7 separate regions of the Mus musculus genome follow, and regions 1, 2, 4, 5, 6 and 7 are each linked to region 3. Evidence: chromatin contacts called from public Hi-C, HiChIP or PLAC-seq and promoter capture Hi-C data. All regions are on one chromosome and are shown on one strand. The core of a region is the stretch at or near the end of the contact, and the rest is flanking DNA. Distances in the headings are between cores, read along the strand shown.

Region 1 (3,192 bases), core at 244-2,743, 530 kb after region 3:
ACATACCGTGAGCACCTGTGCATTCCTCTCCCACGATAAACCTTAAAATCGTCACACTGCCACCCCAAGGTGGGTGCTGTTATTTCCCTATTTCAAAAACGAGGAAAAGTATGCTATAAGAAGTTCTTTTCCACATTATAAATCCTGACTACAAATTGTAATGCAGTTTGAGACAGGTTCTATGTGAGACCATTGAACACAGCAAATTGTTTTTAAAAGATCTGCTTAATTGTTATATATTTACCTAGTGGGTTGTATGGGTCTAAAATGTTACACAAGGAAAAAAATTTATCATGCAGTACTCAGTTTTATTATCTTTAAAGAAGTTGGAAATTATACCAGTATTGGCTCAGTGTAGAGTTCTTACTGAGCATGTGCAAAGCCCTGAGTTCATTCTCCCAGCATAGCAAAGAAAAAAGAATGAAGAGTCTAGGGGAGAGGAGAAATTTTCATTACTGTAGCTTATAAAACCATAAGCTACTCACATATCCTCCCTCAGAAAAATGCTAGTCACTCACACAAAAATATTTCCACAATTATTCCAAGTTTTATATTTAGGAAAATTAGATTCTAAAGGTTAAACACTTTGTATATATCTCTTTCATCAGTATAAGAAATGAAAACTGACAATAATTATCACATTTCAACTGCTCATACACACGATGACACATAACTTTGAAGAATATAGATTATCACTTCATTTTACAACATGCTGTTGATTGATAATGTTGACATGTTCTTCTCTGTGATAGCATTAACATATCATTCTTCATAATGGCTCTTTTCCATAAAGCTTGCTGTTCGCTGAAATATCAACCCCAAATCATTGCCTATCACAGTAATTCCAGTAGTTAGTCTGAAGTCCATTTGCCAATCAAGCAATGAATGCCACTTAACCAACACACCTGGTCTTGGTTAGTCCTACTCAAAGATGGCTCCGCTGCCTTCAGGAAGGGCAAAGCACAGGTAAAAAGTTTCTATCAGTTCATGTCATGACACTGAAGCTGCTCGCTGAAGTGGGTGCTGATTCTTCATGAGTGAGCACTTGCTTCCAAAGGCATCGTCCATTTCCTGTCTCACCTGCTCCTCCTTCCCTCTCCCTGTCACAGCTTTGCCTTCACCCATGCTCTAGTGAACCACACCAAATTTCTATCCCCTGTATCCAAGAAGCCCAAGTGGTTTTGATTCCAAGCCTTCTGCCCCCATGTTCTTGGCACACAGGAGATGACCAAGGCGGAGCTTTCGGCCCATGCTGTCAGAGTGAATGTATTAATTTGAATGAGTGTCTCATACTTCAATGCGGTGTGCGCATTGTTCTGTCTATTTTCCTTTGAATATTCATGTTGCTTGCTTCAGACTGTTCGGTTTTATTGCAACTGCCATCCAGATTGCAGGATGAATGCTCTCATCTACGTATGTATCTATGTACTGTCTTCTGCATTCTGCACAGCACCAACTGCCTGTCTATACGTTTGCAGATGTCTCCGTTAATGTGAACCAGCTGGGGTGCATTCCTTCCCTCCTCTCCTTTCGCCTCCTTTCCTAAATTCCTCCATCCCTAGGACCCATGCCGACATCCTACAAACCTTGACCTTGATTCCCAAATACTAATTTCCATGGCTACATTCCCACTACGTAATTATCCTGCCTACCTCATTTTAATGAGCCCAGACTGCTTTTCCTATCTGCAGCGTTGTGGGCTGGAAACTCATTTACCATTGTGAACAACAAAGATTGAAGAAGACCGCCTAGGTTTATCCAACTGTTTCTCCAGTTGGCATTGCTGCCGTGTACTAGCACCTGAAATCTGTGTTTAACTCAATCAGTCAAGTGTTCACTTTTATTTTTGCCAGAGAGGAAAAGTTAAACACAATAGAGGCACGTTTTAATACTGGAATGTTTTTACTGGGAGCTGCAGAATAGAGTACGACTGGACAGCCTTGGGAGAGAGCAAAGCTGTAGCCTCTCCCTCTGAGTCTGTACAGCCATTATGTGTTAAAGAATACGGAGGGTAAAGGCAAGTTAAAATTACTCACAATTGGGTAGAGCATCCATTACCCTAAGCCCAGCTCCACCTGATACCAACTGGCTTCAGTGTAACTTGTCCGCCATCTTTGCCTGGTCCACAGAACAAATCCCTAATTCACTGTTGACTCAGATATTTTGACAGTCAGCACTGGTCTGCCTTTCTGATGCATCAGCCCTTTTGGTATCCTCCTTTCTTTTTGTTGAATGTCATAAATAAATAATCAATCAATCAGCCAACCAACCAATCTATCCTGTTTCCAGAATCCATTGTCAGCATGGCAGCTTAAGTTATTTTTTTTATAGCATCGTGTCATATGTACATCAGTAAACAATGGTAAATGCCTCCAGACTATTTCTAGCTAAGCCATACTTTGGATAATTTTTATTCTACACCCCCTCAAAATAAAACCTGTCTTTTATTTAAACCCTTGTATCCACAGGGGGAAAAGGGAAAGAAAGGCAAAAGGGGGCCTAAAGGGGAGAAAGGAGAACAGGGCGCTCCTGGATTAGATGCACCCTGCCCGTTGGTATGTCTAACTGATGCAACCGTCTCCAGATGTCTTGTGATGGGATGAGGATAAGATGGGAGAGGAGCAGGCCAGAGGGGTCAGTAACAGCAGGTCCTGGGAGGGCCACTTAACACAGACTTTCCGACGGTGTTCAGAAGTACGAGGCTACACTGGTGTCCTTGACATCTTGTTGCCAGCCACTCAACACTACTCGTTTCTAAATTTACAAGCAGTGCTGGCTGTCAGGAACCTGACTGTAGGGTGTGAAGAAGAGCCAACAGCATCCCATATCCCTCCAAACAGGAGGCCAATGGTTTCCTGTCAAAGGCTTTGTCATGATAATGTGAAACTTCTCTGCGTGTTACTACCCCTTCTAGGCTGTTCCTCTCCTGGCTTTGTCTTCTAGTTGTCTCTTTAGCAGATTTTTGCTTTCAATGAATTCTTGGATTAGTAACGTTATGAGTTAATTTTTACAAACAGGGATTCCGTGGCGTTAAGGGGGAAAAGGGGGAGCCAGGCCAGCCTGGCCTGGATGGGCTGGATGCTCCTTGCCAATTGGTACAGTATTTCTCTTTCCTACCATCATCCTGCATGCCATTCCTCTGTCTACTTTGTACTCGTCTGTATCAGTGTAAAGTGCTTCTTTCTGGAGCCA
Region 2 (3,431 bases), core at 56-2,555, 650 kb after region 3:
ACCACCAAAACTGTGGCCCAATAGAAAGCTGAGGCTTCTCACAAAAACTGTCTCCAAAGGAAGCAAAAGTCAAGAAACAAGCTGGCAAGAATGAACACTAAGTTCTTAAAGCCCAAGGCATTAGGTGTCATATTCACGATTCACTGTGCTGAGCAAAAGTGAATGTTAACGCCACACACACCAGGTAATGTCTTTTTTTTTTTTTTTCTTAAACAACAACAACAATGTTTAAAGTGGCCTTTAGCATTTCCGTTAATGTGCACTCCGTAGAATGCCAACTCTACAGTTAAATACTGTCTTCTACCTCTTCAAATATGCCAAGTAGCCTCAGAAAGCAGTTAAGCAATAGCAATATGTCTACACACACCCTAAAAAAAGTTGAACCACTTTTGCTAACCAAAAATCTTTTTAATTTTCTGAATTAAGTAGTACACTACTTCCTAAATTCCTGAAGCCCAGTCCTGGATACATCCTGGAACTGTCGCTCCAAAGGGTGCTCTAGAGCCTGCAGACGGACTGCCAACTCACCAATAGGCAAAGCCACACCCCTCTGCATTTTCCACTTAAGGGATTTGGTGACAGATATCTAAAAAGCACTGCTTCCCTTCTATTTTCTGAGTCCCATTTTCTGCCCTCTGAGATACACCATCTTTTTGCAAGCCTCAATTCCAATCTCACGTATTTCTCAAAAAAACCGTGGCTTCGGTAAGTTCCCTTCTCATTCCTGTGATTTGACATAAAGCAATCCAAGCCCCTGGGGTCTGAACTAACAAACTCAAAGGTTATCAGATCTCTTCCACGATTTCAGGGTCCTCACGATTAGTTTAATAAAAGTCCCACACTCTCTCGACCAACCAAGGAAACACAGTGATTCAAAAATGATGTTCCCAAGACCCTGGTCAAACAATGCACAGCAAGAAATAACAACTAGCTGGACTTGACAATTATATCCAACTCAGCGCTCGAAGGAAAAAGCGGGCAGAGAGGAGACCATCTCTTTCCAGTGAAAGGCGTGAGCCTACGGGGCCCGGCTCGGGGGCCACGCGCCTCCGGAGCGAGCAGCCTGCGCGCCCACCCGACCCATCACGGCCGAGTTACCTCCGGTAATGAGGAAGTAAGATACCACTACCAGGGCGTACACCGTCATAGCCGACGGCATGTGCACCCAGGGCGGTTTCTTCAGCTTCAGGTTGGGGCATTCGAGCACTAAGAATGGGACTCGGTACAGAGTCTCCATGTCCCCGGCGGTAGGGCCAGCCCTCTGGCCTCCAGCCTCCCGCACCGCCCGGAAACACGCCCGCCTACTGCGCATGCGTAAGCCGAGGACCACAGGTCTGTAGAAGTCAGAAGGAGACAAGATATTCACTGTAGAAAGAAAGAAATTGCACTAACCTGATAAATAATATACATATTTAAAAATAAATAATAATGGTCGTTTTTAGGCTTGAGTGTGGGTTAGAAGCTTTTTTCTTACTGAGAGATCATTGTTTATTATATACCTTCCAGGACCTGCAAGGCGTCCTACGTGGCCAAGCCACAGAAGCGGAGAGATTAGCATCCCCACTGCCCCGCCCACTTGCTGACGCCACCTACTTGAGAGCTGATTGGCTGCTGGAAACTCTTAAGTTCATAGAGCTGGAGGATGAATGAAAGTTTAGATGTGTGCTCCCTTTTAGTATTGGAGGTCTCCCCTCGGGGCTTTAAAAAGCTCTAATTCGCTGAGCTTTTTCTTCATGCTGTATAGCGACGCTAATTGGCAGTAATTGCCAAAGTAGTATGGGCTTTATAAAAAATAATAATAATAAATGAATAAAACCCACACAGTCCATGTCAACCACAAACTGTGACAGAACAAATATTACTTTAAACCATTTTCAGTCACGCCTGAGTTAGTAAAAATCACCCAGGCCAAAAATCTTGAAGTCATTCTGGTTTCTCACCTTAATTACCTGCTTAGTAGGGCGCCGGCTTCAGCACCATAAATACTAAAATTGGAACGGAAAATCCTGCCACCTGGCTACTTCAGGTGTCTTCCTGCCAAGGTATCAAATGTAAATAAGAAAGGACTTTACTAGCTAGAGACAGTAATCCTGATCAATCAAGGAAATAACGGGCTATTATAAAACAGCAAGGAGGGGGGAAATGTTTTTGGAATACAGAAGCTCCGCTGCAGTGCCTCTTATCGTTCCCGTATCCTATGATAAAAAGCTTAAGCAACATAACAAGCCAATGGGGGTAGAAATGTTAGTGGCTTGGACCATTCAGATTTTAAAATTTGAGCCACAGCAGGAGTTAAGGAACTAAAATCATCTACTGTTAGTTTTACTATAAGCAACAGAAATATGAAGTGTGAACTGGCGATGAATATATTTTTTTTCAAAAACATACAATATGGATATCATGTCAAGCTGTGTCATACCATGCTTGTATTTCATTAACTCACAAAGCTGGAGTACCGCCGGGCAGTGGTGGCACACACCTTTAATCCCAGCACTTGGGAGGCAGAGGCAGACAGATTTCTGAGTTTGAGGACAGCCTGGTCTACAGAGTGAGTTCCAGGACAGCTGAGGCTATACAGAGAAACCCTGTCTCAAAAAACCATTAAAAAAATAAATAAATAAAAAGCTGGAGTAACATTGCCCAGATCCTTCTCACTGCATAATTATTTTGGTTTTCTTTTTTTTCTCTCTCTCTCTTTTTTAAAAAGGTGCCAGGATCAAAATTAGTGCTACAAATATGCTAGGCTGAGTTAAAACTCTGAAACGTTTTTAATTAGAAGAAACATCATTAGTTTTAAGAGACAGTATTTTTTTTAAACTACGGTCATTATTTCTAAAACTTTAAAATACTAAATTGAAAATGGGTAGATTAAATAAATATCTGGTGAAGCATCAATATAGTGAGATACTGGGGAACCAGCACATGTGATGCCAAAGAAGTTCATTTTTCCTGAAATGGAGAGATGCTCAGGGCAGGTCTGAAATGAAGAATAGCGGGAGTGAAAAAGAGGCCCGTGGAGAACTGACTCATTCATGTGTGCATTTTTCAGGCATCGTGCACTGACGAAAGTCTAAAGGAACATAAAAACAAACGTGTGTGTGATAAAACTGTAGACTATGCCTTTTCCAAAATACTACCAATTACATACGAACAACGTTTGTATGTAATATGCATGTTCAATATGTTATATTCTATGTTCGAAAAGTTTAAAGAGTTCCCAGTTATAACATGGCAGTTACTTTCTACCAAAGAATACAGTGCTGTGTTCTCCAAGGATTAGCTGGTTATAGTACAGTATAGTATAGTATAGTATAGTATAGGTTATATAGGTCTGCTTGTATCCAAGAGATGGTGGATATTTGTTATGATCAGAAACTCGATGTCATAAGTTCGGGGGCAATGTCTGCTTTATTACTGAATCTTCAGAGCTT
Region 3 (3,298 bases), core at 256-2,755:
GACCAACCTAGGGATCTTAAGACTAAACCATCATTTTTTTTTAATTGTGAATAAAAAATTCCACCTGATTCTTGGGGTGTTTCGTGTTTGAAAAGCATTACTGATTTTCCAAACTTTGGCTGTAAATTTGATTAGCACGCTGTGTAAACTAGGCCAATGATTTGATGAGTATTGAGTAGTTTTGTTTTTTGACACAGGGCAGAGGGATTTTCTTCGCTTTACTTTGGGAGGGTCTCATTAGACACACTCAACTCTCTAAGGAGGGCCCCTCCCCTACTTAGGAACATTCCAGATATCCAGAGCAGGGGCCAGGCACGCTAGGGTAAGATCATTTCTCAGCAATAACTCCTGCATGCTCGGAGCCTATAACCTCTGTATGAAAGCCACAGTCGTGTTTCCCTACGCAGGCCTTGCATCAAAACAGGGCCAAGCAACTCTGGCACGTTTTCCTAGACTTGAAAGTGAAGCTGGAGATGGGGGACTCTAAAGGTGTTCGCTTAGTTGACACCTGCTACCCCGGGAACACTACACTACTACAAGCGAACTCCAAAGGCTTGAGCAGCAACCGCAGCGGCAAACCACAACAGATCCGAGGCCGAAGTGGGTCGGGGTTACAGTTACACTTCTGCAGCACATTTACATCCTTCTGCCTACAAACTTGAGTGCAAACTAAGTTCCCTTCCAGGCGGCGTGCTCGCTGGGCCTTAAAAAAAAAAAAATCAAAGCTACGTTCCTGGGGCCCGGAAGGATGCGATCCACCAGGTACCAAGGTTGCTCCCAGCCCTCCATAGACCAAGCACTCTGCGGCCCCGGCGTCCTGTGAGCTCTCGGGGCCCAAAGGGTCGCCCGGGGCAACCGGCCGGCGCCCAGGTCGGAGCAGACGGTCGTGCGGGCCGCCGACCCCTCCACTCCGGCCTCGGTCCGCGCGGGAGGGCAGGCCTGGATGGCAGGCGGCCGGCGGCCCCGCCCTGCCGGCCCTTCGGTCGCTCCCCTCGCCGCATCGCGGCCTCCAGGCTCCACCGCGGCCTCGGGGCCCCACCGCGGCCTCCCCGGTCCGGCCCTGCCCTGCCCGCCCCCAGCCACCGCGCAGGCCGCCCGCCCGCCCGCCCGCTCTCCCTCCCTTCCGCCTGCCTAGGCCCCACGCCGCGCCCCGGCCTCCCGCCTCACCGTTCTGCTGCGGCGGTGCCAGGCCGGAGACAGCTCCGCCGAGCTTGGGCGGCATCCGGGCGCCGGCGGCCGGGTGAGGGGACCCGGCGGGGGCCGACATGACGGCGCGGCTGGCGGCGGCGGCTCCTCCGCGGCGGGAGATGGGCGGAGGGAAGGAAGGCGGGGCCGCGGAGGAAGAGGAAGAGGAAGGAACGCGCCCGCGTCACAGGCCGAGTCACTCTCACCGACGACCGCGGCCCGGGCACCCACGCTCGGCCGCGCCACCACCGCACGCGTGCGGACCCCGGCCCAGCCCTCCCGCGCCAGCGCCCCCTGCAGGCCGGAGCTGCGACCACCTCCCCGCACAGGCCAGACTGCGGCTGCGGCGCCGCCGCCGAAGGGAAAGGCGCGGGCCACGGTGGCCGCCGCTACCCGGATGGAGCCTGCGCCCTGCAGTGCTGCAGAGCGGTGCAAAGCTGCGGGCTGAGGTCCCGAGTCCTGGGTCACGCCAGTCCCAGCCCACCCACGTACCCATCCTCGGAAGAGGAAGCCTGGCTTTGGATTTGTTATTTATTCTTGTACAACGCCACCCCCCCCCACTCCAACTTAATTCCAAATTAACAGCGCAATCAAGCTAAATGTTGATTGAAAATGTGTAATTCCCAAGCAGAGAGAAAACATTTCTCTATGACAGATTCCCCATAACAGTGGCAGTAAAGCCAGAACTTTGACCAGTGGCTTTAAACGCTAGGAGAAAGATGAATGCCTAATACTAGGAGAGCTTGAAGACGAACTTTATATTCCCCCCACCCACCAAGGGTTGGCTCCGCCCGCCCGTTGGTGTTTAGGAGAGCTGTGGCATCCAGAAGACAGGTCAGCTTGCTTTGACTACCTTAGTGAAGTCTTAGAAGCAATCTCCCTGGTCCGTTCAGCATGCTGACTGGCAAGTAAAGACTACTTTATCCAAGTCATTTGGGCATCTTGGTCCCAACTAGGTCACGGTCACACAGTGGTGGGTGTGCAACTGCTCAAAAACGTTCGGATTCAGAATGTGATCTAGTAAGATGGCATTTCCGGAGCGCTGGAATCCTATTTACTGGAAGGTTATGCCAACCTCAAAGGTTCGTAGTTCTAGAACACAAAGCCTTCCTTAAATAGTTGCCGTGAGTTAATGACGGATGCCCTATCGAACCGCACTAAAAATAAACTTTGGAGTTCTGAGATTTCCAGCCACATTATGCTCTGTATTCATGTGTATTGTGGCTTTGTTCGCAGCAGCTCAGCCTCCCTGAGCTAGAGATCACACCCCCACTTCATCAAGGAGGTCACAGTTCAAGCCCTTGCCAGGAGTCCTTTGAATTTACTAAAATTAAGGGTGACACCATGTGAGTAAGGGAAGAATAGGCGATTGGCTTTCTGCCTCTGCAATGTGTTCTTGATGTTAGCTGATTTCAATCAGGTGTATGGATATGTTATTTCTTCAGGGAAGATTCCTCACACAGACTGAGATATTACACTTCCATAGATCTCCATAATGTAATGGCTCCAAAATTATTTACTTCCGTTGGTCGGTTGTGTTGGGCCTAAAGGAAACTTCCGTACCCCAAATTCCAAATGGCAATCCAAACATCAGCCTGGACTATAGGAGGGTTTCTGGCAGTTAGATAAAAGGCAGCCTTCCTAACAAACCTGGGAAACTGTTCCCCACTGTGATGGTTTGAGTAGGTATGGCCCCGAAGACTCAAGTGTTTGAGTGCTTAGCCCATCGAGATTGGCACTATCAGGAGATGTGGCCTTGATGGAAGAATTATCTCACTGTGTTTTGAGGTTTTGAGGTCTCATATGCTGAAGCTACACAAGTATGGTGCAGTCTCCTGCTGCTGCCTGCAGATCAAGATGTAGAATCTCCGCTCCTCCAGCACCATAATCTGCTTGCAGGCTGCTATCCTTCCCACCCTGATGATAATGGACTAAACCTCAGAAACTGGAAGCCAGCCCCAAATTAAATATTTCTCTTTATAAGAGTTGCTGTGGTCATGGTGTCTCTTCACAGAAATGAAACCCTAAGACACCCTCCATCAAAAGGAGTTGTTTCTCATACCTCTAGCAGGAGCGACTATATATATATAACTACCTGTGGTGTCCATTAGCA
Region 4 (3,378 bases), core at 466-2,965, 670 kb after region 3:
GGGCGACTCCAAGCTCACATGCCGTGTGACAAACACCCAGCTTGCCTCGGCCCTCACTCACTCACCTGTCACGGACACACTTGGCACACATGGAGCCGCCATAGGCCCTGCTGACGTGCTTCTGTGTCTTAGACAGTCTCATAAGGACTTTGGGCCGCACAGCACGAACCTGTAGAACAAAGACCGTGATTACCTTAAGATGCTCAAGGAGAAAGACATTTATTTCCTAGTAACTGGGAACTGGGTTACAAAGGGAAGTCTGCTTTTACTGGGAAGCCATTTTGGTCATTTCTCACATTGGCTACTTCGGACTAGAGATATCAAGTCCGCCTACTGAGGGATTAAAACTCTATCAAAAGGACACTCACCCCTCGAAGTCTGCCTGGGCACACGCCACATGCAGATTTAGGTGCTTTCCCAACCTTCTTGGTGTAGAGGTAAACAATCCTGTTGCCAGGGGTTCGAGACCTAGGAAGGGAGATTGTAAGTAGCTCAGCATACTAGAGAAAGCGATTTGAAAGTTATTTCAAACTTGCAGATACTTACAGCCTAGTTTTGTTAGAGGCTGTGTTGTAGGAAAGCCTACGGCGGTATGTCAAACGCTGGACCATCCTGAGTGCCTACAATTTAGAGAGAACACAATCACCTTTCACCATAATAAAGGCCAAAGCGTCACCACATAAAATATCTTACATTCATATACACACTCATTCACACCGTGCTCTTACAAAGGCCCGGTTCTAAAGAATCCCACATTTAAACTAGAGATGAAGAGCTCCTGGGCTCTAAGACAGTATTCCCCCCTAATTTATACAGCTACCAGTAGGATGAAGACACCGAACTACCCCAGTGGCGGCAGCTGGTAAGGCGTCATGACAATCTAGGTCTTGTCCCAAAACAGCGTCCTGGAGAAGTCTTGTTTACTACTAGGGCCGGGTTTCGTGCTGTTTCAAATCCAACTTCGTTCGTTCCTTAGCAGACCAGCTACTAAAGGACTCTCCAGCCCGCAGCAGCGATGCTGCATTTTGGACTCCAGACCGTCAACGTGCCAGACAAACATTCTACCCGAGAGCTTCACACACAGGCGACTTCGTTTAAATCTCAAGCCCTGGGACGAATGGCTGGAGTTGATTAATAAGCGCTACAGGTGACCTGTCTTCCACACCTTCCCAACACCCACTTTACGTAAAAGGAGCCCAAACGCCAAGCGCGACCCGGACCAGTGCTAAGGACCCTGAGCCGCCACTGCTTGATTCGTATCTTCCTAACCAAGCCAGCCGCCGCCGCCGCGTCCCGCTCGCTGACTAGCCACCATGGCAGACAGCACCAGGGGAGCAGCCGGAGGCCGCGCTCCGCTCGCTCTGCGCTTCACGACCACGACTCGGTCTCTCGCTCGCCGTAGCCGACGGCCAGGGTGCGCGCAGCTCCGGCCACTCACCGCTTCGGAAGCCGGGTTTGATCTCGGGCTTCCCGAGTCTACGAGCCGAGGCCTCGGCCGGTACGCACCTCTCCTCGTCCCTCACCACCGACCCCAGCGACAGTCCCGACCCCAAGGGCGTCCCGCCCGCCTGACGCCTCGGATGGCTACGGATCGTAAACGGTAAAAAAACACAGAGCAGAAGAAGGCCACCATACCTCTGAGCACCGTCCCCGGAAGAGGAAAAGGAAGGGGCGGGTGAGTTCAGGGGTCAAGTGTGACGGCGCCGGACAGGAAGTACGTCAGGGAAGGCGGCGCGTCAGCGAGCGCGCCGCCATGTTGTACGGAAGCGGACGCGGGGAACCTGTGTGGATGGCGCCGCGTTGAGCGGCGGATGTGTAGTGCGGCTTCCGTAGGCGGGTGCGTTTTCTAGCCCCGGTAGGAACGTCACGTGAGAAGTTAGGTGTAGGGTCCCTGGTGGGAGCAAAAGCGAGTGACAGAGGAGGCGTCCCCACTTCCATAAGAGAAAACAAGGGCCACGATGCCTTTATCCTAGGGTAATTAGACCTGGTTTAAAATCTTTATGGCGTCCTGTACATAAGGTAGCCCGGGCCCTTCTGCTTCCCGGCCTCTTCTGTTTTTCAGCCAGAGCACACACTTTACAGACTTTTAACCAAGCATTTGCTAATTACTAGCTATCTCACTTTGGGCAAGTCCGCAAGTCTCTAAAAGGAAGATATTAAATACCCCTGTGGCGCTCTGATCAAAAGATCTCCCAAAGTTAAAGCACTTAACCTGCAAGTCTTACAGAGAGCAAGAACGCTATAAAGGGTGGTTAATTTATGATTGTGTGCAAACGACTATTTGAGACTTTGCCTGGATGGTAAAGTTTTGTCTGCAAGATGAAGAGGAGGACCAGAGGGAGTCAGCGACCTCCAAATGTCTATGTGAACGTTTACACTATGGGTCCTTGTTTTTCATCATGTTGTCAAAAGTAATGAACACCTTCCTTGGACTTGAAAGAAGAGCCCATTATCACTGCCATCTTTGTCAAGAAACTAGGTAAACCGCTCTGACTATATCCTTTCCTCGGGTCTCTCTCAAATAGCTGTCCGTATGCATGCGCCTGCGGTCTCTGTTCTTCCCACTGTGGAATCTCTCCAGTCTCTGTTTTAGGCGTTGGATAAAGGCTGGTGTAGAGAGACAAACCTAGTTTTGAATAAATGAATGAATACATTTCCTTATTCATTTTTAAATGAAGACATGCCAAGGCAAGATCATCAAATTAAGCCGGGCAGTGGTGGCGCACGCCTTTAATCCCAGCACTTGGGAGGCAGAGGCAGGCAGATTTCTGAGTTCAAGGCCAGCCAGCCTGGTCTACAGAGTGAGTTCCAGGACATCCAGGGCTACACAGAGAAACCCTGTCTCGAAAAAGCAAAAAAAAAAAAAAAAAAAAAAAAAAAAAAGCAAAAAAAAAAGAAAAAAAAAGTCATCAAATTAATGACCTAAATGTTTTCACCCAGTCCATTCATGTTTTCATTGCATAACATGTAATGCCCTGATATAATCAGCTACCCGCTAACAACCACATGGTTAATAAAGTGTTCCACTCCATGGAGCGCTACAGATTCTGACGAATAATGGTGTAAAAGGAAAAAGAGTCGACACTGAAAACCTTCCAATCTCTCCATCTTGATGCAGATAAACATAGCCACACTTAGAAATCACATTAAAAGCTGTATCTGCAGCTCATTTCAAATAAGAGATGCAGTTAGGAATGTTCCCTCTCCCCTTCCCTTAGTTAAATCCACATCAACCCGGTTATTAATTTAAAAAAATAGTGTGGGCAAAAACGGATAGCCCACGATTTTATCTTACACAGAGATTGCTGTGAGTTCGAGGCTAGCTTGATCTATATACATCTGCTCAGTGAAATTCTATGTAGCAATAAGAATAAAAAA
Region 5 (3,027 bases), core at 321-2,820, 530 kb before region 3:
AAACCCAAACAAAAACAAAAACAAATGACATTAAAAACCCAGGGTGTCATTCTATCTCCTTGGCTGACCTGGATCTTGTTACTAGACCAGGCTAATCTCAAACTCACAAAAATCCACATGCTTCTGACTCCAGAGTGTATTAGGATTAAGGACATACCCACCCCCCAATTAAGGACATACCCCACCCTTTTAAGACTTGGGGGGCAGGGGAAGCAAGGATGTCACTGTGAAATTCAGACTCACCTCAAATTTCTGGCAATTTTACTAGCACCAGTCTTCCCGCCTCAGCCTCCAGTGTCTTCCTGAGATGATCTGACTGCATGAAATGCCCTCGCCTCATTTTAGTTGGCTGGTAGGTGAGGAAATGAACATCTTAGAGGGTATTTTCTCTCTGGTCCTAATGTACATCTTTAAACTAATAGGTTCTTAGCTGGGCTGTGGTGGCCCGAACCTTAGTCCCAGAACTTGTGAGTGAGGCAGAGGCAGGCAGATCTCTGAGTCTGAGACCAGCCTGGTTTACAGAGCCAGTTCCAGGGCAACAAGGGCTACACAGAAAAATCATGTCTCGAAAAGCCAAAAGCACCTAAAAAACCCAAACCAAACAAACAAAAAAACCCAATCTTGAAAATCACAAACATTTAAAAAACAAACAAACAAACTAATAAGTGTTGATCAGTATCTTTTGTTGGATCTAAATATTATATTATTAGGTACCTTATTGTCTCTTACTTCCTTCTTCCTTTTAGGACTAGAAAATACCATCCTCCAGAAAAATAAGGAGTATTTGGGAATGGTTGCTGTGAGCTGGTAGCCCAGGGGGAGGATTAGCATTACATAAATCCCTCTCCTACATTAATCTTTTCTTCCTAATTTCACAAGAATAAGGCAGAACTAAAGTAAAGCAGATAGATAAAGTTTTGGTATTTAGATCAGTAGGCCTAATTCTGTATGCCAAATTCCCTTCCTTTGTTCATTAATATCCCCTCCTGGTAGCCAAACCCTCTACCTAACTTCTGCCTCCTAGTCAACCTTGACTTCCCAGGTCCTCATCCTCAGCATCCTGTCTGCACGTGGTCTTAGTTCCGAAGGCTACCTGGCCCTAAGGTCAAGGTAAATCCGCGCCCAAGCTGCCCGGTGGAGGTGGTCTCAGAGGGTGCTGCGGGATCGAGGTAGTGAGGAGACTAGATCGCAAGACGTGATCCTCACATTTATTTGCCTGGAGTTCTCATGCCAGAGAACCTGGCAGATTTTACTATTTCCCAATTGTTTACTCGCCAAGCTTTCAGGTCCACGCGCCTCAGGGCTGCGCCTCTCACTCTGAAACTTCATTCAAAGGCCAGGCAGGGAGGCCCAAGAGGTGGCGAATGGGCTTGAGTATGACCTCAAGGCCACTTCCTCCCTCTTGGCGCCCTTCCCTCCCCTCCCCCAGTCCACCAACCACCTTCTTGTAAACAAAACTATCCCCCAGGGCGATGGGAGGTCTTGCTCTTCTGCGCCCTCTCGCGCAAAGGGTTAATTTTCCCGATCGCACGAGGGGGAGGAGATTTCCCTGTAGACGAGTAAAAAGCGTGATGGACAAACGTGCGGGCACTAAGACCGCAAGGCATTCATTTCCTCCTACGGTGGATGCGGACGCTGGGAGGAGAGCCCCTGAGCTAGGAGCTGGGAGCAGAGGCGCAGGCAATGCTCAACCCTGGATGTAGCTGAGAGGCTGGGAGAGAGATCGGCCAGGAGACTGACGGCGGGGCAATACCTAGGGGGGTGGGAGGGGGAAGCAGACAGGAGAGCACTCAAAATAAAAGGCTCTTTACAGATTTTTTTATTTTGTATAGAGAACACGTAGCGACTCCGAAGATCAGCCCCAATGAACATGTCAGTGTTGACTTTACAAGAATATGAATTCGAAAAGCAGTTCAACGAGAACGAAGCCATCCAATGGATGCAGGAAAACTGGTAGGTGATGCTTTCGCGAGATACTATTCCCGGGAGTGCATTAATGTCGGTATTCCTGGTCTGAGCGTGAGCGGAGCGACGGATGGATTGCCGGCAGTAGCCAGCAGATCGCGGAGTTCCAGGGTCTCATGTCTGCAGGAGACTCTGAAGCTGCATGGAAGCGTGCGGTTTGGGGGGTGCTCTGTGTGAGCCGCGGCCACGCGGGCATCTTTGTGTAGATTATATAACATAGAACATATAATATGTGTACCTGTAATAATATACGGGAGACAGAGGCATGTTACAATCCAGCTATCCCACCTGTGTTGTCTCCCTGCTTTCGCTTAGATTTGGGGGTTCTGCTTGGCCTCCCGCAACTGGAGCGTGCAAGGCAGTGGAGGGAGGACCCGGTCTCCGCTCCCTTTAACCCTCTTCAGCCCGCCTCTCTCTGGTCCTTTCCCTCTCCCCATCCCTCGTGTCCTTCCTTTCTCCTTGTAGTTCTTCCACTTTACTGCCCTCCCTTGACTGCCGCCTCCAGCCGTAGATGCCCAGGGTCCAGGACCCCTTCCCCACTCAGATTACTTTCCGGTTTCATAAAGACATCGGGGAGGAGGGGACAATGAAAACTGCAATAAAAATGAATGAACCCGAGCAAGTGGAGCCACGCCATTATTAAGTTTCTGTGTAAAGGAAACGCCTTTTGGACACGCTTCTCCGCGTGGAGCAGCAGTTTAAGTACTGGAAGGCTCCTGCCAGGGCAGTCTCGGAGGTCTTTCCCCAGAACTTCGAATCCGGGAAAACATCTTGTTTACTGAGTTCCTCCGGTCAGTCTTCTGAAAAATCCCCGTGTGGGAGGCGATCCGGTGTCACCTTGCAGTATTTTAAGAAGGGAGCTCCCTCCTTCCCGTAGACCGTGCTGTGGTTGGAGATGTTTCCCTCCGGTTTAGTGCGAGCCCCCTCGATCTCCCCACCCCCACCCCACCCCCTCTGCGCCGCGGCCGGCCCTCGGGGGGCTTCCGGGCTCCGGGAGGTTCCGCTGCCGCGTGCGAGGGCGCTCGCGACCTGCCTTCCCTCCCTCCATTCATCAATGGGAAA
Region 6 (3,428 bases), core at 537-3,036, 860 kb before region 3:
ATTATCTTCCTCAAATTGCATGAACTGGTGTGCTGATTTAGGAAGAAAAGCTGTATGAATTTTAGAGGGGACTTTATTTTCTATTAGGGACCAAGGAGAATTAGGGACCAAGGAGAAATGCAGTTTAATGGCGGGTCTGGTTGGGTTTTGTTCCCAGGCAAGGTTTAATATTGGTGAGAAAAACGCCAAACCATGAGGTACAGCTATTTTCTGATATTTTCCTAAAACATATCTTGAAGGGATGCACTTGAGATTGAAAGAACTTTGTCCCATATGTCTGGCAGAAGCCTTCACTCCTGGTCTTCCAGGCGAATCATATTTATAGCCCTTCCACGCAAAGGCAAGACCCTGCCAAAATATCCTGTTCGTTTCCAAAGTACAGACGCATTAGGAAATCAGAAAATATGAAATTAGAAGTAGGACCCACTTGTAGACTAGGAAAGGCCCCTTTCAGCCTTACATACTCTGGACTTTCAAGAACATTCGCTCATATGGGGGGGAACTTCCTTCTCCTTCCCCACCCCCATCCCGGTGCAATTTAATACCACTCTCAGTCAGGAACCTTAACCTCGTCATTTTAAAAAATGAGATATCCGCGACCCGGGGTGAACTTGTTGAGTGTAGGTACAGCAGAGGAAATTCTAGACTCTGAGAGTCCCAGACTTGAGCAAGAGATCCCATGCCGACACACTGGCCGGTGTGTGGCCCTGTCTACCTGCGCTCTTCCACTCTGATCCACCCGTCTTGACCTCAGACACCACCGTGACCTAGCCCTTGCCTTACTGTAGTTCAGGCCTCCCTCCGGTCATCGTCTGGTAATATCTCCCTCCTCCTCCTCCTCCTCCTCCTCCTCCTCCTCCTCCTCCTCCTCCTCCTCCTCCTCCTCCTCCTCCTCCCCCTCCCTCTCTCCCTCCCTCCCTCTCTCCCTCCCTCTCTCCCTTCCTTACCCCTTTTTCTTTCTTTCTTTCTCTCTCCTTCCCTCCCTTCTTTCATCCCCCCCACACACACCTATCGGCTGTGGCTCTCCCACCTTCTGCCGCTAGCTCACCCTATTTTTCTAACTTCTCCCAGTCATCATCTTCTCTTTGCCACCCCATCCATCCACCCACCTTCAGTGCTGCCCTCTGTGGATCCCTCAATTCCCTCCCACTGCCCCTGTAGACAATCAGTACAGTAACCAGCTTTCCTCTACTCCGCGGGCCTGAAAGGAGGTCACGCGCGCGCACACTCACATCCACACTTCGAAAGCCTCACCCGGATCAAACCAAGCCACACTGCCCTTTGTTTCATTTCATGGGCCACTTTGCTAGTCCCTTCCTCGTAAGCCACCCAGACTTTGCTCCGCGCGAATAGGTTTCTGTCTCCCCAGGCTCTGGCCCTCCCACTCAGATTTAGAAGGGGTTTGACGCACAACCGTTTTTTCTCCGTCCATTCCATCCTTGTCCCTTTCCTACCATCCCCACCATCCTGCTCCCCAGCTTGAGTGCTAGCTCCTGCCACTGGTCAGCTCCTGTCGGTCGGTAGTTGCCTCCGGCCCCTGATCCTCCGCTCCTCCCTCCTGGGTTCTGTCCGGGACCGCAGTCTCCTGGGCCCCTGGGCCTCACTTCTCAGCCCTAGTGGTCCCCTGTCCCCTCGATCGCCCCTGCACGCTCCCCCACCCCCGCAGTGGCCCAAGGCTGTGCTCGCCCCTTGATCGCCCAGCGTACAGCAGGCTCGGCCGCCCGCCCGCGCGCCACTGTGCACTGGAGTTTGGTGGAATCTCTGCTGACGTCACGACACTCCGCACACGGAGTCGGAGCGGAGGGAAGAGAGAGGGATGAGAGCGAGGGAGGGGAGAGAGAGTGCGAGACCGAGAGAGAAAGCCGGAGAGCAGCAGACAGAAACTGCCGGCGCCCGCTAGCTTTAGCAGCCCCCCGCGTGGACCCTCTCGGAACTTGGCACCCTCAAGATCCCCGCAGTTCCACCCAGACCCGCTCCACGGCGCTGGCTGTGCAGCCCGAGCCTCGGCCGCCTGGCAGTCACCCTGGGAAGCGGTGGGACGGGGAGACAGCCGTTCTCTCTCCGGTAGCCGGTAAGTGGAGGCCCTCTCTCCCACAGAGCTGTGAGATAATGCGAGTCTGGAAATTTGTTCCACTCTGGAGAACCTCCGCCGTGTATGATTTGTGGCTCGCCGGGCTTGTTTCTCCAGATTCAGCGCAGTTGGCAAACAGATCTTACAGAGCCCCTGTTCCGTTCGCCCTCAATCGCAGACACTAGAACAGTCCTACCCGGCGTTGAAGTCGACTGGAAGCCAGGCATGGCTGGCAGTTAAAACGAGGCATCTTCCCTGAAATTTCGATGCCAACAGGGTAGGGAGAAATCCTCCAGCTGAGGATTAGCCCAGTCAAGATAAAGGGCCAGCTACAAAGTTTCAGCTACTGGAATAGATTAGCCCCTTCCCATCATTACCCATTGGAAAAAAAAGGAGATTCCATCTTAACCGGCGGTTAGTGACCTCTCAGGCCCAAGCGAATTACCTGAGAGCCAGGCCTAGATGCCAACCCGCACAATTACTTCGGATTATAAATCCTTTAAATTGATCATCAGTCAACTCCAATCTTGTACTGAGGGAGATGCATTTTAAACGGATGCGGAGAGGCCACTATTTTGCAACTGGTAACTAAGTAAAAACATGCGATTCCAAACCAGCGAAATACAGTCCTTTTATTCCAATTAAATCACCTTCCCTAAACAATTTAGAAATCAAACTATCCTAGGAGGCTGGGATATTTTTGTTTTTATTCTATTTTGTAGGACTACCGTATTTTTTTGAGGTAAATTAAAATGGGGAGAGAGTCTTTTACTATTATGAATTACAATAATATGCATTCATACATTCTAAACGATTTAACGAACAAGTAATTTGATTTTTAAGAGATCTCTGCATCCTTTTCAGACCATTAGTTACAATTAAAGATATTTTATTCTCATGCAGTATCATTTAGAGGAGACTCCACCTAAAACCAATAATTTCACAGAAACAAAGATTGTTACTGAAGTGAATTGAGGACTTGTTGTTGTTGTTGTTGTTGTTGTTGTTGTTGTTGTTTGGGGGGCGTTGAAAATGAGCACAGTATTCCAATAATCAAAGTTTAGTTTCAAAACAAAGTAGCTACTTCACTTATGGAATGTTTTGCTTTGCCTCAGCAAAACTACGCCTAAGTTACTGCCCTGCTTTGTCCTGTAAGCTGAGCACTGTAGCTCCAAAGCTCCAGAAGCACACATTCCACAGAGCTTTAAAGAAAGCTTGCTCATGGTGAAGCACGGGGCTGTGCTAAAGTGGTATCTTAATTTCCTTAAATGATTACCCACTGCAAATTAATTTGCTGGCTAATCACACCAATTTAGTTCATTTAAAACATATGGCCTCATGCTTTTTATTTTTCAGC
Region 7 (3,446 bases), core at 192-2,691, 730 kb before region 3:
TGTCATTAATAAATTCTCTACAACTGGCATTGTATTTACAATTATTCACTATTACTGAATTCTCTACAACTGGCATTGTATTTACAACTTCGAGTTGGTGATACATTTTCAAATTACAAGAAGGCAAAACATCTTACTTCTCAGATGAACAAGCAGAATTGAAAGCAAGGGCAGATAGGGATCAGACCCACAAAACACAAGAGATGGGAAGCAAAGAGAAAAGGCAAAAATAAACACTGCAGAAACTGGGTTCAGAGGAAGCACCACACAGCACTGTATTGCACCGCACACAGAACAACACAGCACAGCACCACACTGCATCACACCTCGTCCCACCACACACAGCATAACACAGCACCACACTGCACATAGTAGCACATACAGCTCAGCACCGCACCGCACCGCACACAGAACAAAACAACACAACACAACACAACACAACACAACACAACACAGCACAGCACCACACTGTATCACACCTCGTCCCACCACACACAGCATAACACAGCTCTGCACTACACACAGTAACACACACAGCACCACACAGCACATACCTGATTTGCCCGTCCTCCATGTAGGTGGTTTTGTAAAAACCCACAAGGGAACCGTTCAGCCAGCCTTTAAACTCCATGGTCAGCCGATAGACACTGTCCCCACTGGTGGCCGCAAGGTCTTCTGCAGCCTGGATCACCACGTACTCCTGCTTCTTATACTCGAAGCACCGTCGAATTGGTACCTGCTCCCCAGAGGGCCTCCTTAGCTCCGGCAGCTTGGTGATCTTGGTCTCCCTGATGTGGAGCCATAGGTCACGAGTGGGTTTGCTCAAGTTGACAGAGATGGTCACTATTCCCGTGTACCTGTCTTCCTCCATCAGGGCCTTCACCTCCAGGTCGTAGTGAACTGGATTGATGAAGTCAGGCAGCCTGAAGTTTTTCCATTCTCCGCTTTCATCTTCACTGTCAGGGCAGACATTCTGGTCCTGAGGAGGGAGGGCAGTGCTGGCTTCCGGAGGAGGTTGGGAAGGAGCTGGGGTTGTGTCCTGCTCACACGACCTGGTCAAACCCACAGAAAGTCCCACTATTAATCCAACTGCCACCACTACTCCACAGATGATGGCCACGTGTTTGCCTTTAATGCAGTATTTCTTGGAGGGCTCTTCCTCTGCAAAGTTCATTTTCTCCCCCGAAGTCAGATGTTACACATGAAAGGATGTTAAATTTAACTAACTTTCCTTGTCAGCTGACTTCCCTTTTCAATTGGAAGGCGTCCGATCCCTGGCAGCTTGGCTTCGCTTTCCCACACCTCTCCCTCTTCCCGGTCCTGCTCGTCCCCACCGGCCACTCCAGGATGAATGCGGAGACCAAGGAGTAGGATGGAGACGCAGAAGAGAAGCTGACTTGAAGGAGGAGGACTGATGAGAATGTTGGCTCAGCGCTATATAAACAGCGTCTCCCCAGGCCTGCCCCTTCTGAACTGGAGCGAGTTAAATATAAAACAGGGCTTGAGCTTATCGGCCAATACAGCAAAGGGGTGGGGGTTGGGAGAGGTGGAGATGTTGCCAAACCTCTGTCAGCTTCAGAGAAATCACTTGGCAAAGAGGTGTGCTTACGATAGAAAACGCAACCTTTGCCATCAGATCTAGGGCTTCTTCTTGCTGTGTGAGCAGCCGGGCTCTCTCAGCCAAAGGGCTTCTTAAATTTCACTATTTTATTAGGTTGCTTGCCAAAGAAGCTAAGCGTGATTTTTTTGTTGTTTTTTTTTTTTTTTTCTCCTCCTCTTTTCCTTCAAATTATGTAAACATTCCATTTCTGCCCTCTGCGGAAATCATATCTTAGAGTTCGATACTTGGAGGAGTTTCTAAGTTTAAGGATCATTTAGTCAGTCAGTGACAGAGTTACAGGACCAGGTAGTCCAAGGCAGGTAGATGGAAGGCAGAAGGGGAAATGCGAAGCAACTGGCCAGGTCAGGAAAGCCGAAAAAGGGGAAGGAGAGTGAGGGGGGGAGGGGGAACTTTGGAAAGTCTGAGAGTTTGTCCCAAAACGAGAGTATGCTCTGCAAACTTAGGAATAGTATGTCAGCTTTGGAGCAGATAGCAGCTGTAATGGCTGGCCCTACCAGAGAGCCATTAGCAATGATGTCATTGGTAGGGAGTGAAGGTATGCATAGAGGATTACAACTTCTTATGAGTAGCCAAGTTGCAAACACTAGCCATTGCTGACAATGGCAATGCAAACGTAATGTAGCTATGGAGGTTTTGAGAATTATATATAGTATTTTCTATAAGGTACTTTATAGAAACTAGCATACAAATTTTTTCCCACAATCCCATGCAATTGATTCTATTTGGCTGCCTGTTATAGAGATGGTGAAGGACACGCAGCTGGCAGTAGCAGAATTGGTGTCTGAGTTGAAGGGCCATGTAGTTACTGCACTGCACAGATTTTCTTATATAAAGAGAAGGAATATTCAAGATTAAATGATTATTAAAGGCTTAGCATTTTCCAAAGAGCAATTCCCATGGTCTAGGTAAGATAACATTAAAATCTCTGTCTGGGGAGATGGCTTAGTAAGTTTGTGCCTTGCAGCAGGCACGAAGGCCTGAGTTTGGTTACTAGTACCCACATTAAAAAAAAAAAAACAAACAAACGAACAAACAAACAAGCCCAAGTATAATGGTATAAAACTCGGAATGCCAGTGTTGGAGAGGTGTAGGCAACGGGATCATTGAAGCTCACCAACTCCTCAGCCTAGCCCACTTGGCGAGTTAAGAGCAAAGCCAAGATGGTTGTCTGTCTGAGGAATGGCAGCCAAGTTTGTCCATCCTCTGCCTCCACACACATGTAAATGCACACACATACACATACATACCACACACTCACACACACACAATTAGAATCTTCTCTATTGACCTCTTTTTCTTTCTTTCCAAAGTCTTCAAATCCTGACACTGTGAGCTTCCAAGAGAGAACACACACTACAGAATAACTTCCCAGTTTAGTTCATCTGTCAGTTCACTCCCCACACCTGTCTTAATCTTCTGGGTATTTTTTTTTTTTTTGGTGAGTTCTCTATTCGAATTTACTTTTATGTATATGAGTGCTTTGCCTGCATGCATGTCTGTGCACCATGTGTGTGCATGATGCCCAAAGAACCAGAAGCTGGTGTCAGATCCCCTGAGACTTGAGTTACAGACAGTTGGTAACCGCCATGTAGGTGCCAGAAAATGAAGGGTCCTCTGGAAAAGCAGCCAGTGCTCCTAACTGCTGAGCCATGTCTCCAGCCCCTGGCAAGATGTATTTTTGAAGAACTTGTGTTCTTCCATGGAACACATTCTGAGAAATGCTTCTTTAAACCGTTCTAAATTTCAAACTAAACAAACACTAGAAAGAAAAGAAACCCTTTAATGTCGACATAGCCCACTGATCTCTAACATCTGTGAGATTTTT

Evidence for each region. Promoter capture Hi-C pulls out the DNA fragments that hold promoters and counts their contacts. Hi-C and Micro-C count contacts between places; a contact is called where the count stands out from the background. HiChIP or PLAC-seq counts read pairs in DNA pulled down with a chosen protein or histone mark. Capture Hi-C pulls out chosen DNA fragments and counts their contacts.
Region 1: a promoter capture Hi-C map of cranial neural crest shows a contact between it and region 3. The contact joins the enhancer-like site here to the promoter of Sec24b in region 3. A contact is called at or near these places in 10 of 39 promoter capture datasets (cranial neural crest, embryonic stem cells, epiblast stem cells and 6 more) and 8 of 115 datasets of contacts at active chromatin or transcription factors (acute myeloid leukemia, astrocytes, cardiomyocytes and 4 more).
Region 2: a promoter capture Hi-C map of adipose tissue shows a contact between it and region 3, with 5 times the contacts expected there. The contact joins the promoter of Ostc here to the promoter of Sec24b in region 3. A contact is called at or near these places in 21 of 39 promoter capture datasets (the 3T3-L1 cell line, 3T3-L1-derived adipocytes, the C10 cell line and 14 more), 2 of 15 datasets of contacts at CTCF or cohesin (the NIH/3T3 cell line and stem cell-derived epiblast-like cells), 5 of 484 Hi-C or Micro-C datasets (B cells, the G1E-ER4 cell line, bone marrow-derived macrophages and 1 more), 38 of 115 datasets of contacts at active chromatin or transcription factors (the 230-238 cell line, the NIH/3T3 cell line, the SCID.adh cell line and 27 more) and 4 of 9 other capture datasets (adipose tissue, embryonic stem cells, liver and 1 more).
Region 4: a promoter capture Hi-C map of embryonic stem cells shows a contact between it and region 3, with 5 times the contacts expected there. The contact joins the promoter of Rpl34 here to the promoter of Sec24b in region 3. A contact is called at or near these places in 11 of 39 promoter capture datasets (the 3T3-L1 cell line, the C10 cell line, the HPC-7 cell line and 8 more), 2 of 484 Hi-C or Micro-C datasets (B cells and bone marrow-derived macrophages), 8 of 115 datasets of contacts at active chromatin or transcription factors (bone marrow-derived macrophages, craniofacial prominence, effector CD8 T cells and 5 more) and 4 of 9 other capture datasets (adipose tissue, liver, macrophages and 1 more).
Region 5: a Hi-C map of nephron progenitors shows a contact between it and region 3, with 3 times the contacts expected there. The contact joins the promoter of Elovl6 here to the promoter of Sec24b in region 3. A contact is called at or near these places in 3 of 39 promoter capture datasets (the 3T3-L1 cell line and hippocampal neurons), 9 of 484 Hi-C or Micro-C datasets (CD4 T cells, CD8 T cells, the N1E-115 cell line and 5 more), 8 of 115 datasets of contacts at active chromatin or transcription factors (the NIH/3T3 cell line, the SCID.adh cell line, T-cell acute lymphoblastic leukemia and 5 more) and 1 of 9 other capture datasets (adipose tissue).
Region 6: a contact with region 3 is called in an H3K27ac HiChIP or PLAC-seq map of embryonic stem cells, with 4 times the contacts expected there. The contact joins the promoter of Pitx2 here to the promoter of Sec24b in region 3. A contact is called at or near these places in 1 of 39 promoter capture datasets (pre-B cells), 1 of 484 Hi-C or Micro-C datasets (embryonic stem cells) and 1 of 115 datasets of contacts at active chromatin or transcription factors (embryonic stem cells).
Region 7: an H3K4me3 HiChIP or PLAC-seq map of the 230-238 cell line shows a contact between it and region 3, with 10 read pairs. The contact joins the promoter of Enpep here to the promoter of Sec24b in region 3. A contact is called at or near these places in 1 of 39 promoter capture datasets (cranial neural crest), 2 of 115 datasets of contacts at active chromatin or transcription factors (the 230-238 cell line and embryonic stem cells) and 2 of 9 other capture datasets (embryonic stem cells and liver).

Annotation. Positions count from the first base shown.
Region 1 is chr3:130,586,943-130,590,134 of GRCm38.p6, forward strand. Col25a1 (collagen, type XXV, alpha 1) reads left to right here. Exons shown (of 38, transcript NM_029838.4): 36 at 3,018-3,095. Among named protein-coding and RNA genes, the nearest start is that of Etnppl, 29 kb to the right of the region's middle. Within about 2 kb of position 1,494, at least 7 of the 459 cell types and tissues checked have an H3K27ac peak or open chromatin away from gene starts, as enhancers often do.
Region 2 is chr3:130,708,139-130,711,569 of GRCm38.p6, forward strand. Ostc (oligosaccharyltransferase complex subunit (non-catalytic)) reads right to left here and starts at 1,306. Exons shown (of 4, transcript NM_025509.3): 1 at 1,099-1,306. The coding sequence starts at 1,237.
Region 3 is chr3:130,059,402-130,062,699 of GRCm38.p6, forward strand. It overlaps Sec24b (Sec24 related gene family, member B (S. cerevisiae)), which reads right to left and starts at 1,506. Exons shown (of 24, transcript NM_207209.3): 1 at 1,168-1,506. The coding sequence starts at 1,267.
Region 4 is chr3:130,728,683-130,732,060 of GRCm38.p6, forward strand. Rpl34 (ribosomal protein L34) reads right to left here and starts at 1,716. Exons shown (of 5, transcript NM_001005859.3): 1 at 1,636-1,716; 2 at 547-620; 3 at 369-468; 4 at 66-169. The coding sequence starts at 611.
Region 5 is chr3:129,530,816-129,533,842 of GRCm38.p6, forward strand. Elovl6 (ELOVL family member 6, elongation of long chain fatty acids (yeast)) reads left to right here and starts at 1,571. Exons shown (of 5, transcript NM_130450.2): 1 at 1,571-1,680; 2 at 1,833-1,953. The coding sequence starts at 1,865. It overlaps Gm35986 (predicted gene, 35986), which reads right to left and starts at 1,573. Exons shown (of 3, transcript NR_153368.1): 1 at 1,442-1,573; 2 at 244-349.
Region 6 is chr3:129,198,092-129,201,519 of GRCm38.p6, forward strand. It overlaps Pitx2 (paired-like homeodomain transcription factor 2), which reads left to right and starts at 1,787. Exons shown (of 5, transcript NM_011098.4): 1 at 1,787-2,071. It overlaps Gm40149 (a long non-coding RNA gene), which reads right to left and starts at 818. Exons shown (of 4, transcript XR_867634.2): 1 at 1-818.
Region 7 is chr3:129,331,308-129,334,753 of GRCm38.p6, forward strand. Enpep (glutamyl aminopeptidase) reads right to left here and starts at 1,442. Exons shown (of 20, transcript NM_007934.3): 1 at 555-1,442. The coding sequence starts at 1,174.